2 separate regions of the Gossypium hirsutum genome follow, and region 2 is linked to region 1. A link is a contact called in public Hi-C data. All regions are on one chromosome and are shown on one strand. The core of a region is the stretch at or near the end of the contact, and the rest is flanking DNA. Distances in the headings are between cores, read along the strand shown.

Evidence for each region. A called contact is a pair of places that touch in the nucleus more often than the background predicts.
Region 2: a contact with region 1 is called in a Hi-C map of leaf, with 1.8 times the contacts expected there. The contact joins the promoter of LOC107908100 here to the promoter of LOC107914545 in region 1. A contact is called at or near these places in 2 of 34 Hi-C or Micro-C datasets (hypocotyl and leaf).

The regions. Positions count from the first base shown.
Region 1 is chrD08:10,346,938-10,350,295 of Gossypium_hirsutum_v2.1, forward strand. It overlaps LOC107914545 (general transcription and DNA repair factor IIH helicase subunit XPD), which reads left to right and starts at 1,657. Exons shown (of 12, transcript XM_016843489.2): 1 at 1,657-2,345; 2 at 2,642-2,922; 3 at 3,050-3,132; 4 at 3,229-3,358. The coding sequence starts at 1,812. It overlaps LOC107914555, which reads left to right. Exons shown (of 7, transcript XM_016843499.2): 7 at 544-895. The coding sequence ends at 601.
Region 2 is chrD08:10,606,144-10,609,187 of Gossypium_hirsutum_v2.1, forward strand. LOC107908100 reads right to left here and starts at 1,508. Exons shown (of 4, transcript XM_041099830.1): 1 at 829-1,508; 2 at 367-678. The coding sequence starts at 945. It overlaps LOC107914499, which reads right to left. Exons shown (of 7, transcript XM_041099832.1): 5 at 2,866-3,024; 6 at 2,278-2,379; 7 at 1,622-2,188. The coding sequence ends at 2,174.

The DNA.
Region 1 (3,358 bases), core at 407-2,906:
TATGTAATAAACCTTTTTGGAAAAAATTTAAGCAGGGAAAAGGTTTAATATAGGTAAAGTCAAGATGGTTCAATCTTCAAAATTATCTTTTGAACTTCTGGTTTAAACTAAGAGACTGATTTTGTAATAATAGACTGTAGTACACGGCCATGAATGTCATTGTAAGAATGGTTTCAAGCTGACTGTGAAATCCCCATATTGACATTGAGAACATAGTCTTTCTCAACTCTAAAGCTGTATGTTTAGGTTATACTTTTCTAGTTCAAGCATGCAGAAGGTGATTCACACATATGATATTGGCAAACTAAGGTGCCCCACCACTTTGGTAGATGTTAAGTGACTATCAATATTTGTATTGATGTTCTCTTGCACTCATTTACAAGAAAACCTAGCAGCTGGTTACCTTGTTGAAGGTTGCTTAACTTGAAAGCGAGTCTTTACATATGGTTCAATATTTAAATCAAATTATCTTAGAGGATTTCACAGAAGTGTATGAATTGAGGTTGTCCCAACGTTGCTTATAACCTATTTCATTCTTTACAGGTTTCAGTGTCGGCATGCAATAAAAGGCATAGCATTCAAGACACCAGAAGAAGAATGAGAGGTTCATTGACCCATGATGAAATGCTGTCTTCCTGTCTCATTAAGAGGCTTGTTATACTTTCTATATGCATAGATGTAAGAGTTCGTACTAATTGATTGACAAAGCTGCAAGTTTGATGGCTGTGGTTGTAAATGGCCGATTACTGCACTCAACTTCAGCTTTATAACCTGCAATCTGAACTTCAACTTTGTATGTTATACTGTCTTATTGACTCCTCCGTTTTGTAGCTCCCTAGAATCTGTAAAGTTTAAGCATTACTTGAATACAATTATGCAAAGGCAATTTATTTGACGAATACATAACCAAAATATTTCTTTTGGTTACAAAGGTTAAAGCATAGAAAACCAAGATTTGAAACATTTGTGAAACGAGGATGTTGAGAGACAATGACAATGAAACCTAATCAACATCTACTCTCAAATTTTAAAGGTTTTTAAATGGGTTTGTACACTGTTTGGGGATGAATTTGGCAATATTTTTCACATTGGGCTTGAACATTTTTTTTATCTAAATTTGTTCTTAAACTTGACATTTGTTACCAAATTGAGGTTTGAATTAGGTAACTCTTTTCACATTGGGGTTTAAATAGTTTTTCTTGTTCAAGTTAGTCTTTGAATTTGATAATTGTTTCTATATTGACGTTTGAAAATTTTTTTTGGTCCAACCTTTTTTAATGAAATATCAAGGATTAATTTGGACAAAAAAAGTTTAGGCCTTGATTTGATATGGAAATAATTATCAAGTTTAGGGACTAACTTGAACAATAAAAAAGTATAGATACCAATGTCAGAATAATTTCCAAGTTTAGGGCTTAACTTAAAGAAAAAGATTCAACCCCAAATATGGAAACAATTATCAAGTTTAGGCCGTATATTAACCCTTTTAAATTTAGGTTGGGAAAAGGGCAAAGTCAAATACTTTTTTTTTTGGTTGGGGGGGGGGTTTTAATGGCTCGGCAGTTAAAAGGCCAGGGGCCCAGTGCTGAAGTGAAGCATAAGTCTCGGGCTAGCTATTGGTCCACTGTAATTTTCTGTTATTTGAGAAGTAAAGCAACTCAACTCAAACCAGAACAGATGAACGACCAATGGAGCCGAAGGTCGAAGTGAATGAACTCTCAGTCTTCGTTCTTTCTGCAACCCTCTGAACCTTAAACTATCTACCTTGTTTGAATCCGAATAAATCCATAAAAAATACTTGAAAGAAAACCATGAAGTTCCAAATCGAAGACGTCACCGTCTACTTCCCTTATGATCACATTTACCCGGAACAGTACTCTTACATGATCGAACTGAAACGAACCTTAGATGCCAAAGGACATTGCCTTCTCGAAATGCCTACCGGAACCGGCAAAACCATCGCGTTACTATCTCTCATCACCAGCTACTCTCTCTCCAAACCTCAAAGCCCCATGAAGCTCATTTACTGTACGCGCACTGTCCACGAGATGGAAAAAACACTGGCCGAATTAAAGATTTTGCATAATTACCAGATTAAACATTTAGGACCCCAAGCTAGGATTCTTGCTATGGGGCTTTCCTCCAGGAAGAACTTGTGCGTCAACCCAACGGTTGTAGCCGCGGAGAACCGTGATTCGGTGGATGCTGGGTGTAGGAAGTTGACAGCGAGTTGGGTTCGAGCTTTGGCGGAGGAGAATACCGATGTGACTACGTGTGAGTTTTTTGAGAGTTATGAGAAGGCTGCTTCTGCCGCCGTGTTGCCACCCGGAGTTTATACCCTTCAGGTATTTTAATATAACCAGTGTATAATTTGAGTTTCGGTTTCCAATTGTGAACCGAGTTTTGAAGTTTATTTAGGTAGCGTTTTGGTTGTTTACGTCCGGAAGTAGAAAGCAAAATGCGCAACAATTTAAAAAGCAAAGAATAAAGTGTTTTTGTTACAATATTAGTTTGAAGTTAAAAAGTAAAAGGAACACAAATTTTAACGACAAAAGGAATGATTTTATCTTTATATTGGACTGATTATGTTACAACTGATGTAACATTTTTGTAATCTCTGTTTTTGGCACTGTTCTTTTAGGAGTTGAGGGCCTTTGGGAAGGAGAAAGGGTGGTGTCCGTACTTTTTGGCTAGACATATGGTACAGTTTGCAAATGTGGTTGTTTATAGTTATCAATATTTGCTTGATCCAAAGGTGGCTGGAATCATATCAAAGGAAATGCAGAAAGAGTCCGTTGTGGTCTTTGATGAGGCTCATAATATTGACAATGTGTGTATTGAAGCACTTAGTGTTAGTGTTAGGAGACAGACACTTGAAGGAGCGACAAGGAATCTTAGTAGGATAAGTCAAGAGATTGATAGGTATGTATTCTTTTAGTAGGATTCTTTATGCCTCAAGTAGTTCTCCATAAATATTTTGGCGCAGCTTTTAGATTAGTTCTCGGGGATTATACCGTTGTCAATTTCTGAATTGGATCATGGTAGGAAGGTTCAAGGCCACTGATACAAGCATACTTCGTGCTGAATACAACCGACTTGTGGAGGGTTTGGTGCTGGGAGGAAACCTACCTAGTATGTGGAAAGTTCTTTTTCTCTAAATGTCTTCATCACTTTTTCTTTGCTTTGATGATAGTCGCACACCATCAATTTTACTATTTTCCCATGCAGTCACAGACAACTGGCTTTCAAATCCTGCCTTACCGGATGATATTCTAAAGGAAGCTGTACCTGGAAATATCCGTCGAGCTGAGCACTTCTTGCATGTTCTACGTAGATTGGTTCAGTATCTAAGTGGTAG
Region 2 (3,044 bases), core at 258-2,757, 260 kb after region 1:
CTATCATTAACAAACGTAAAAGTATCAAATGTGTCAACAAAAGCACATTATCCCTATTTCAGTCACTTGGAGAACCAGTAACACCATATATGCATATAGCTTGCTAATCAAAATTGAAAGCAATAGGAGAACTCAGGCTTTGCTTATGCAAATAAAATCCACATTTTTAATCGTACTTCTATTTTAAAAGTAACTTTAATCTCTCTCAAAAAAGAATATTGATGTACTCAGAAGCACGTAGTGATTTTAACTAATAACCAGGCAAGGCTGATACTTAAACCAGAAATGTTAATGATCCTGTTCAAGCATGAGAAAAGAGAAAATCAAGAAACAAAAAAAAAATTACTAGTGTTATTGAGGAATTACAAAGATATCATCTGCGGTAGTCGTTCTCTTAACATCAATAAGTGGAGCATCGTTCAAGGCTTTCGATATAAGTGAAGCCTCAGCAGAATTGAAGTCGGTGACTGGAACTGTAGGAAAATTCAGTTCGATCAGAAAGTGGTCGCTCACTCCGCCATTCTGAACCTCGGAGACATTGGTTGGACAAACATCTGGAACCTTTTTAGCAGTTAGGATTCCAGATAATGTATCAAATTCAATAATGTTTGAATTTACCAAACCAGTTGTAAAGAGAGTATGAGCAGATGCTAAGGTTGCATGACCACATAGATTTACCTGCCAAAGAGGTAAACAATTAATATCCAGGTCGCAATTGCTATATTACCACTTCACATTTGAGTCGAGCTTTAAGGTTTAATCAAGAATAATTGAGCATATCAAACATCCAATCTATTAGTGAAGGGTGTTGGAAATAAGAGAAGTGACCCCGGCAACAGGGGTAAACCATCTATGACGAAACCTGGTGTTTGGAGAGGTGGAATTGGTGATCCGAGTCAAGTAACAAGTCTCGGAGATATTAAACTCAGCAGCCACTGCTTGCATCCATTTCTCATCTCTTTCTTCCTCCAACAAACAAACCGCAGCTGGGTTCCCCTTGAAGGCGGAGTTGGTGAATGCGTCAACCTGTTCAAGAATCAAACATTCCAACCTGCTTATGACTTGACCCAACTCATTCTTTCGGGATAAGACTGAGTTGAGCAGTAGCACAGAAATAAACGAGCAAAGATAAGAGACAGAGATATTAACACATAGTATTTGATGGGTGTTTTGGCCATGTTGCTCAGACTAAGATTTGAGTTTGAGAGAACACAGTTTTCTCAACTTTGGAGTTGAACGGAGATAAATGATGGTGCTGAAGAAGTAAAAAGGTCAAAAGCCAAAGCCAATTTAAACAAGACCACCTCAAATTGCCATTCATTTTTTTAATCAATTTCCTCTTCAATTTTTTAATCTGTAAAGTAGACTTTAGGTCAAGTTAAGCTATGTCCATAAAAAAATACTTGTATCAAATTAAATATACCATTCTTGTTTTATAAATAAAATCTGCTAAAGCTCCCAAGTTCCATTGGAGAGGTTTTTAGAGTTGAGAAAATGAAAATACAGCCTTATTGTTAATTAATTATATAAAAATTTCATATATTTTTTCTTCTTAAATCAAGTTTAGTTTATAGAACGAGTTCAACATGATTTTATGGACTTTAAGAGTTGGATGTTATAATTGACATGGCCACATAGGCCTGGAATAAACAGTAAACATATAAATATAGTTTTTGATCCATCATATCATACAACAGCTTGGAATCATCATGTTCTTTAACTAAACCCTAAACCAGCAATCAACCTGTTCTGTTGACTGGGAAGAAATTATAAATTAAATCCAGGCACCTTAGCTTCACAAAGCTACAATACAGATGATGACTAAACGCAAATAAATTACTCCATCGAGCGCAGCATTGTGCACAAACTTATCTTATTTATGAACATGAATTGGGGGGGGGGGGCGAATTTCTGCCCCTAGAACTACCAAATGCCCTCCTTTGACATTTTCAGGAAATTGGACAAGGTGATATTAGGGAGCTCAACCACCCCTGTCTTCTTCTTCTTTATCCTCGTCACCTTTAGTGACTCCGCACCCTTTGACTGTGTAACTGTTACCGAGACCACGTTGTAGAACTGTTTAACGAATGTTAGGGAAGAAATTATTACACTTTCACCGTGTAAGATATTCATCAATATTCAATATTAAATCCAACACTGGTTGCAGCAAGAATCAGAGAGCTATTTTCTGAACAAAAATTTCCATCAGTAACCAACTCAGCATTGCATTTAACGAAGCAAGCATGTTCAGAAAAAGGGAAAAGATCGAGGGGTTACCTCACAGACACCATGCAGCAACAATCTATGGAAAGGATCTTGGACCTGTAAAGCAAGGACATCCCCATGTCCACGTTCCTGGATGAAGGTCCGTATGCAGTCCTGAAAAAAGAGAAAGGGTTTAGGTATTACCAAGTTGCCTAAGAGTAAGAATGGGAATATTTAACTTGAGTGGTCTTATGTTGAACCATATTTCACTCTCGTACATTACCTGTTTACTTATCTAAATAGTTAATGACATAAAATTTTCAACCAGAAATCTGCTCTCAAGCCTTTTGAGCATATGAATTCCATCTCTCATGGAATACATCTGGAGTCTGGTATGCTACTAAACACACTAATCGCATTAAGTCTATCTTAACCACTACTTATCCCTTCAATTATACTATTATAGCATAAATATTAAGCTGGGATCTATAGCATACTCATACCGACATTAACCCGGCATAGCCCTACCCTCCTTGCACTTGATTTTGAGAAAAGAAAACAACATAGTGAATAACTTGTAAACAAAATAGAAGAAAAAGCTCATGAGAAGAACCTATTAATAATAACCATTCTCAAAGAATCAAAAGCAAAATCATGTACCTCATAGCTCGCAATAAGATCTGAAAGAAAGCTACGGCGAAGTGCTTCTCTTGTTCGGCAATCAACTCTTCGCCATGCACTCAAGAAAGCTGCCTTATCAGCGTCAGCATGAAATTTCTTCTTCATAGATGAATTATTTAAGGCGCCAATAATATTAGCCTAACATAAAGGAATATACA